Regions from separate parts of the Mus musculus genome. Here region 1 is linked to region 2. Evidence: chromatin contacts called from public capture Hi-C data. All regions are on one chromosome and are shown on one strand. The core of a region is the stretch at or near the end of the contact, and the rest is flanking DNA. Distances in the headings are between cores, read along the strand shown.

Evidence for each region. Capture Hi-C pulls out chosen DNA fragments and counts their contacts.
Region 1: a contact with region 2 is called in a capture Hi-C map of embryonic stem cells, with 4 times the contacts expected there. The contact joins two enhancer-like sites. A contact is called at or near these places in 1 of 15 datasets of contacts at CTCF or cohesin (the NIH/3T3 cell line), 1 of 484 Hi-C or Micro-C datasets (cortical neurons) and 1 of 9 other capture datasets (embryonic stem cells).

What each region holds. Positions count from the first base shown.
Region 1 is chr6:33,323,829-33,328,415 of GRCm38.p6, reverse strand. The region is part of intron 5 of Exoc4 (exocyst complex component 4); the gene reads right to left. Among named protein-coding and RNA genes, the nearest start is that of Exoc4, 77 kb to the right of the region's middle. Within about 2 kb of position 1,480, at least 1 of the 459 cell types and tissues checked has an H3K27ac peak or open chromatin away from gene starts, as enhancers often do. A contact at or near this core is called in embryonic stem cells, where this site is marked.
Region 2 is chr6:31,641,510-31,646,243 of GRCm38.p6, reverse strand. No RefSeq gene overlaps it. Among named protein-coding and RNA genes, the nearest start is that of Gm13846, 7.1 kb to the left of the region's middle. Within about 2 kb of position 3,478, at least 79 of the 459 cell types and tissues checked have an H3K27ac peak or open chromatin away from gene starts, as enhancers often do. A contact at or near this core is called in embryonic stem cells, where this site is marked.

The sequences.
Region 1 (4,587 bases), core at 231-2,730, 1.7 Mb before region 2:
TTATGCACAATATACAAATTGTGTAATGTTACCATACAGTAAAAGATTTCAATCTATATAATTTGAATTACACATTATATTTAAACAATATTAGCTCTATATAAGAACTGTCTGCCAGTACTGAGCAAAATTCAATATTAAAAGGAGCCTTTGTAACAACAATTAATAAAAATGAGGGGTAAGAATTTGAAACAGGGCTCCCAATGGAGGAGCTAGAGAAAGTAGCCAAGGAGCTAAAGGGATCTGCAACCCTATGGGTGGAACAACATTATGAACTAACCAGTACCCCAGAGCTCTTGACTCTAGCTGCATATATATCAAAAGATGGCCTAGTCGGCCATCACTGGAAAGAGAGGCCCATTGGACTTGCAAACTTTATATGCCCCAGTACAGGGGAACACCAGGGCCAAAAAGGGGGAGTGGGTGGGCAGGGGAGTGGGGGTGGGTGGATATGGGGGACTTTTGGTATAGCATTGGAAATGTAAATGAGCTAAATACCTAATAAAAATGAAAAAAAAAAAAAAAGAATTTGAAACAGAGAGCTGGGTGGTGGTGGCACACGCCTTTAATCCCAGCATTTGGGAGGCAGAGGCAGGCGAATTCGAGGCCAGCCTGGTCTACAGAATGAGTTCCAGGACAGGCAGTCTCAAAACCCAGTCTCAAAAAAAAAAAAAAAAAAAAAAAAAGAAAAGAAATTTGAAACAGAGAAAGGAGGGTTGGGAGGCGTAAGAGACAGAGAAAATGATTTAATTATATTATGATCTCAAAAAATAGGAGAGATAAGAAAAACTAAGGAGCCTTTCAAAAAGTTGCCAAGCCTAATTAGACCACTAAACTATCAAACAAATTACCTGTCTACAAAGCTACACCACAGATGGGAACCTGGCAATACTGACAATATTTTTGAAAACTATAAAAAATAAAAAAGCCACTAAAAAGTAATTTGTATGCTTCAAAAATCACACTGTAATTCATATTCCTAAGATATCCAATTTGCTTATTAGATAACTACACATAAAATATAATGCCAGAAATTGAAAGGAAATAGTCTGCCTCAAAATAGTAACACTACTGAAGACAAGAAACGCAAACAATGAATAGAGCCAGGGTGTGGAGCCAGAGATCTCATCACAGAAAGACAGAAGAAAGCTGGGATTGGCTCATCTGTGTTAATGGATACTTAATGTGCTCCAGTGGCCTAAGATATCCATTCACTATGGGTGCCACAAGCCCAAAATCAAATTAAGCTCCTACCTTTGGCTAGAAGGCTACAGAACCTCCCTAAATTCTCTTCCTCCAATCTTATCTCTGTGGAACTTCTTGGTCAAGTATATATCTTAGACACCACTCCATTTGCCAATGGAAAATTACTTCTTACAGGGTTTGTTCTAATTAATGTACCCACTGGTGCAGGGGAGCAGCAACTGGCACACTGGTTGCCTCTGGAGTACAGAATCTTGATTAGGGTCTTTCAAATGTTAACTAACTACCCCTGGAGTGTAGAATCCTGATTAAGGTGCTTCAAAAACGTTCGCTGAGAACCCCTAAGGTGAAGATTAAATTACCTTAAAGAAACCTACAGACAATAAATTACCCCACTCCAGAAAAGATGCTGCCTAAAAAGAGACTATGTAAGGTAGACAGAACACAGATCTCAAGTCACTGAAGAGTTCCCCACCCTGCTGACCTGAAAGCATTGAGTGTACCCAGTCCTTTCATAAGAATTACTGTTGGAAAGATGGTAAGTGTGTTTAAAGCGATGGTAGGAAATATTTTTAAATGAATTTTTATGTATTTTTATTATGTGCACTGGTATTCTGCCTGCATGTTTGAGAATGTTAGATTCCCCAGAACTGGAGTTACAGGCAGTTGTAAGCTGCTATGTGGGCGCTGGGAATTGAACCCAGGTCCTCTGGAAGAACAGCCAATGCTCTTCACCTCTGAGGCATCTCCGGAAGCATTTTTACAACAAAATAAAACAAAAAATTATCTACTTGAAACCTGTTCTCATGGACAGAGCTTAATGCCTATTAACGTATTTAGAGGAGGGACCTACGAAAGTCCAGAAGTCACCGTCAAGGGGACTGCTGACATAAAACTGGCATACAGAAAAACTGATAGCTCTCAGTGATAGCCACTGAAATGTACTGGGTTGCAATCCACTGTCAGTATTCTTTATGTTCAGTTATTTGGGTAGACAGCGAGACACAGCAAAAGTGTGAGAAAACAAAGTCTTAGGATTTTAGGTCTGATTATCTCTATACTTTCAGGCTAATGATCTCCATCAAGTCACTTAATCTTTCATGACCTCTATTCCTTTATCTGTAAAGTGAAATTTTTATTATCAATCTCACAGAGTTGTATATAAATTTAATATTAAATGAAACAGTATACAAAAACTCAATAATAAAAATATTTTTTAAAATGTACATGGAAGACTTCCAGCTTTGTGAACTGTGAGACCACCAATGTAATAGCTTGAAAATACAAATCGCTCCAAATTCAAAACAACCATAAATAAAAATAATAACATTTGTGCTCCAAGAAATTGGTGTCTCATACTCCACCCTGCCTTTATATTGTCAAGTGGAAGCCAGGGGCCGACTCTATAGAGTCCATCATCTTCCACTACCTTCCAACTACCAAAACAATTTTTAAAAAAATAACATATCTGGACTTTGTTATACTAACAGAAGAGGGAGCCAATGAACTGAAAAGTCTTTAAAGTATTCTATACTGAGAGAGAGAGAAAGAGAGAGAGAGAGAGAGAAGAGGAGTATGAACTAGCATATCATAAGACATTCAAAAACCCCAGCAAACATGAATATACATAAATTTAAAAAGATACACAAGAAAACAAGAAGGCAATTCTTCAATGCAACTGATATACTCAAATAAAAATTAAAAGATATGAAAAGCTACCTTTTGCCAAAAACTAAAAATCTATATGTAAACATGAAAAATATAAGGAGATATGAAAAATGACCAAAGTCAGGGAAAAAAGTGAAAGAAAAAGACAATTATTGCAGATATTTAAAAAAAAAAAAAACTTTAAAATATCCATGAGAAAATTAAAAAGACATTTCATAAAAAATGATTCAGAAAATGTAGGGAGAAATAAGAGATTAAAAAGATAAAAGAGAAAGTAGATTTAAAAGAAAACAAGGCAGAAAAAAAAGAACTAACCTTGGTGTGAGAAAGACAGAAACAAAAACTAAAACAAACTCATATAAAATTACAAACCAAGATTTTACCAGAAACTTTCTTTAATTTTTTTTTTAACTTACAAAAGAGGCCATAGGGTATCAGAGAAAATCTAACCAAAATAACCAACTCTAAAACATATCAAGGTGAAACTAATAAATATCTCAAACTAAAACGAAAATCTAGCAGATTATATCAGCATGGTCTGTGGAACCAGGTACTCAGAAGGCTAAGGCAGGGGGTGACTTCAGCCCAGCTGCTCAAAGCAGGATTATTTAGCTATTAGATAGATTAAAACAGTGAAAAGCATGGCAAGTGTTATGTTAGGAAGGCTGCTGAGAAACAAGACCCTCCCCCCACCAACACACACACACACACACACACACACACACACACAGAGGTAATGGGAAGCCAGCATGGACTATTCTGCTAAAGGATGACTCTACACACCTCCTAAACTACAGACACATGTCCTCAGCTATTACTATACACAATAAGTTACTCTAAATAGATCAGAGCATTAAAGCATAAGATCACAATGATACAACTCGTAGGTGAAGACAGGACAAACGCCTCAGAAACGTTTTTGACAAGCATTCCCTACATCTGACACCATACACACATGCGAAAAAGGGAGGGCGGATGGAACATGATCAAAATTTGAGCAAAGGTCCACAATGGACAGCCAACATAATAAAAAGGCAATCTATTCTCAAACACAAGAAAGTACTGGAAATTCATATCTCTAAAGAAGAGCTAATATCTAAAATAAGAAACACAATTTGATAATAAGAGAACAAATAACCCAATTACACAGTAGGCAAAGGACATGAGTAAACATTTTTCAAAGATGACAAACAAATAGGCAGCAAGCACATAAAAAGATGCTCAACATCACTAATCATTAGGGAAATGCAAATTAAAAACTACAATCAGATATAACCTCAGACCAATTAAGATGTCTTCTATCAGAAAGGGAAACAGAAAATGACAAGTGTGAAGAAACAGAGCCCATATGCACTGGTGATCAGAACAAACACGTGTAACTGCAGTGAAAACATGAGGCTCTTCTCAAAAGACGGAAACACAGACTCATCCTATGATCCAGCATCTCCACTTCTGGATACACATTCCAAAGACCTAATAGGACGATAAAGAAAATGTTTACAGCACCACACTGTTGCCATGCCATGACCTAGAAGCAACCCAAGTGTCCGTCAACATGTGAGTGGACAAACACATTAGCATCTCAGCAATGCAAGTGTTTGGCCTTGAGGAGGAAGGACGTTCTGACACACGTTACAATTTGGCTTGACCTTAACAGATTATGCTGAGCAAGACTTGCTGGTCACAAAGTACAAGCTCTGTGATTCCAATGATACG
Region 2 (4,734 bases), core at 2,229-4,728:
CCAGTTCTAGGAGACTGGATGTCCTCTTTTAGTTTCCTTGAACACAAGGCACATACACACACACACACACACACACACACACACAGAGAGAGAGAGAGAGAGAGAGAGAGAGAGAGAGAGAGAGAGAGAGAGGCAAAATACCCACAGGTCCCATGAATCAGAGTCAGAAAAGATGTAAAGGACAGGACTGGGAGCCCAGTGAAGGGTCACTTGGAGCTTTCCCATCCAGGCTGAATGTGATTCCCACCCATCCCACCTGTCAATAAAAAGAGCTTTCAGATTTACAGAAAACACAAACTCCTCCGTCTGCTCTGCTACTACTACCAGGGCAGCTTTGCAGACTCTAGGACCTGTCCAGCTTCCTCTTGTCACTCTCCTCTCTCAATGCTGTCACCTCCACAGATTTAAGTAGGGAGGGCCCAGGCTCTGTCCTGTCCAAGTGGGCGGGGGATAAAGACCAGGTACCTGGTATGAGGTCAGTCTAGACCTCTGTGGCTCTCTCCTCTGTCCTCCACTCACCTCCGTCTAGAGACTTTACAGTCGGGAGAGGAAATGTCTGTGAGTCAGATGACTACCTGGGTATGGTCTTTGCTGGCACACATCTGAGCTAGGGTGGCCTTTGATTGTCCAGCTCCCTGCGTAGAGCACCAGGCCTACTGCTCATCCCGTCCCTGCTCCTGGGCAAAGTGGGGGTGGGGAGGTTGCCCAGACTCAGTGCACTCCAACTCTAGATGGCACTTGAACCTAGGCTGTCCACTGTTTATGACCCGCTGGCAACCCTCCAGGCACAGGGCCCAGCTGGCTGCCAATTCCCTACATTACAGAGTGGCCCAGCAGCCTCCAGAACTCAGGGAGGAAGTACCTGCTGTCCCTACCGCATCATGCTCTAGAGAGGCTTTAGACCGGGAACACGTAAGCAGTAACTCAGGATAGCCAGAAAAGAACAGGATAAAGTGGGGGCTGTGGCTCAATGGGTAAGGTACTTGCCTAGCATGCACAAAGCCCTAGGTTCAATCCCAGTATTGTATAAGATAGGCATAATGGTACAGTTGGTACTGTATCATCAGTATGGTAGAAGCGGAAGGATCAGGCTGCTCTTGTGGGCTACATAGTAAATCCAAGCTAGAGCTACCTGAAGGACTGCCTCAGAGAACGTAGAGGAGAACTCGGTGGCTGGAGCTGCAGAGTCCTAAAGCATACCTACCCAGAAACTGAAACCCCAGAACCACTTAGGTTCAAGGGCAAACAGGACAGAGGTGTCTGCTTCTTCAAGCAGCCAGGAGGCTGCTCTCCTGAGGGCCGCATGAATTTACTAGCTACTCACCTAGCAGCTGGTGGAATGGATCACCCATGTGTCTTCCCTCAGACCCTGGGCTGTCAGGGTTACTCCAAGCAGACCCGGGATTGTTCCATCCTGGGCCTTGGAAATCAGAATGCGCATGGATGGGCTGAGCCCAGCCAAAGCACAAAGCACACTGACAACAAGCAGTCTTTGTAACGACAACCCTGAGGAGTTCAGAGGTGCAGCATGCCTGTGTAGCCATAACGCTGATAATTTACACTTGGTCTCAATATGGTTGGAGATAGCAGACGCAGGGAATGGAAGACTGGATCAGTGTTTTTTCAAGTGCACCCAATACTACTGTTGTACACCTTAGCAGGAAGCCAAGCTCAGGCCTCCAGTGTGAACTATTGATTGAGACTTCATCCATGCTAATGTGCTAACTGACTGCAGCATATAAAAATTACACTCCTAAACAGCTTTTAAAAAGTGGGGGACTGGAAGGATGGCTCAGTGTGGTTAATGCATGCTGCTCTTGCAGAAGATAGAGTTTAGTTCCCAGCGCCCATGTTGTGTGATTCACAACTGCATATAAGTCCAGCTACGGAGGATCTGATGCCCTCTTCTGTCCTCTGAAGTCACACACACACACACACACACACAGAGTACATCCTTTACAAAGGAACAAAATGGGGCTGAAGAGATGGCTCGGTCTTACACGCGTTCACGACTGGCCAGGAAGAACACAGCAAACCGGAATCTTCTGCGGCAAAACTTTATTGCTTACATCTTCAGGAGCAAGAGTGCAAGAGAGCAAGAGCTCTATTGCTTACATCTTTAGGAGCCAGAGTGCAAGAGAGCAAGAGTGCAAGAGAGAGAATGGCGAAACCCCGTCCCTTTTAAGGAGAATTATCCTCCGCCTAGGACGTGTCACTCCCTGATTGGCTGCAGCCCATCGGCCGAGTTGTCGTCACGGGGAAGGCAGAGCACATGGGGTGGAGAACTACCCTTGGCACATGCGCAGATTATTTGTTTACCACTTAGAACACAGGATGTCAGCGCCATCTTGTAATGGCGAATGTGAGGGCGGCTCCCACAGCTCGGTAGTCAGGAACAATTACTACTCTTACAGAGGACCTAGGTTCAGATTCTAGCACTCATACATGGCTCACGGCTATTTTTCTTTTCTATTTGTTTTTTATTGTATTTATTTAGTGTATGAGTGTTCTGCTGCACATACACCTGCAGGCCAGAAGAGGACATCAGATACCACTGTAGATGGTTGTGAGCCACCATGCAATTGCTGGGAATTGAACACTGGACCTCTGGAAGAGCAACCACTGCTCTTAACAGCAGACCCATTTCACCAGCCCCTCACAACTAGTTTTAACTCCATCTCCAGGGGACCCAGTGCCCTTTGCTCTCTACAGATACCAGGCCCACACATGTCATATATGCATACATGCAGACAAAAAAAGCTCATATACATAAAAAAATTAATTTAATTTTTAAAAAAGTTGGAGGCTGGCAAGATAGTTAAGTGGGTAAATGTGCTTGCCACCAATCCTGATGACCTGAGTTTGGTCCCCAGGATCTACCCACATAGCAGGAGAACCAACCTCCCCCACATTATCCTCTGACCTCCACACAGTTGTTTGATCCCACTCCAGAGTCTAAACTGATTGGGTTAGGGTTCAGTCTAGGCTGGGGACCCCAAAGCCTTCACTGCACAGGCAAGAGGACCTCACTGTGAGAAGTTTTGAATACCCTTCAATTTCTTCCTTCCCAAAGACCCTTGAGTTTCTTGCTTGCAGAGTTTATTTCCCCAGCTTTAAATTTTTTATTACATTTATTTATGTGGGGGAGGAAAACAGGGTTGTGTGGAGGTCAAAGGACAACTGGCAAGAGTCGGCTCTCCACCATGTTGAGTCCCAGCGATTGAAGTCAGACCATGGGGCTTGGCGCCAAGTGCCTTTACCCACTGAACCACCCTGCTGGGCCCACTTTCCCAGGCACCACCTCAGTTCTGGGAAGAGCAGGCTGCCATCCAAGTACAGCATGACATCTACGTGCGGTTACAGCTCTGCAGCACACGGCTCTGCTTCGAAACAAAGGGAGAGGACGTTGGGAAGCAACCTTCCCTACCCCCAGCCAGGCACAGACTCAGCCAGGCAGAGGGGTTGGGGGCGGGGCTGCAGTGCAGCTGGGTGGTGGCGATCCCTACCGCCCCAGTCCTCATTTCCTGATCAGCTCAGAAAGCATTTCCATGTTGGCCCAAAGTTTCTGTTTCCTGTCCCCTCCCACACTATTTTTAGGCCCAGCAGGCATTTCCTGTGTTGGCCTGTCCCACCCACCTCGGGTCTGTCCTGGCTTCTCCTATCAGGATGCCTGCAGGGTGGGCCTGACACACGTGATTCCCCTCGTAGGGACCCTGGTGTCCCTGGAAACAGGTTGGTACCCAGCAGGTGGCCCGCAGCTGCCAACTCCCACTTGGTGCCACCCACCCAACGCAAGACTTGCTGTTTCAGAGTCGGCCCTTCCCTTAGGCCTGAGACTCTCCTATCTCTGTGTAGCCATCAAGATACACAGGTGCTGCAGGGACTCCCCAAGAATGGGCAGTGGCACTTCAGGCCTGAAGGTTGGCTTTTATCCTCTGATATCCTAGTCTTGTTGCCATAGTATGGGGAGAACCTGTCAACCTGTGGGTCGTGTCCCTTTTGACAACTATCCCTGAAAATATTTACCTTATTATTCATGACAGTTATGAAGTAGCAATGAAAAATAATTTAATCGTTTCGGGGGAGGGGATCATCACAACATGAAGAGCTGTATTAAAGGATGGCAGCATTAGGAAAGTTGAGAATCACTGAGAGTTCAGGGACTTCCCAGCCTAGACCTAGTCCTTTTACCCTGAGTTGCTCCCCATGCAGCTTCGAGTTTTTAAATACCTCCTGTGCCTAGAATAACAAGGCTCTGTTTACCCAGGCTGAGGTAGACAGGAGAGGACCTTAAAGCTCAGAAACAAGGAGGCTTGAGATTCATCCATCCATCCATCCATCCATCCATCCATCCCAGCCCATCTGACTGCGTGAAAGGATCCACACCACAGATCTCAGTTCTGGGTTCTTCATGACTGCCCTCCTAAAGAGTCTGTATAGACAGCTGACTTTCTTGCTTTCTCCCTCCTCAGGAAAGTATCACACCACAGATACGCTGCATCCATGCCCACTGCATAGATATAAATGTAAAAAGAATAAGATGTTTCCACATCTTCAAGAACTAATTGCAGGGACTGGAGAGAGAGATGACTCAGTGGTTAAGAGCATTGGCTGCTTTTCCGGAGGACTTGGGTTCAATTCCTAGCACCCACATGGCAATTCATAACAATCTGTAAGTCCAGTCCCAGGGGATACAATGCCCTTTTCTGGCCTTCATGGGTACTGCTTGCATGT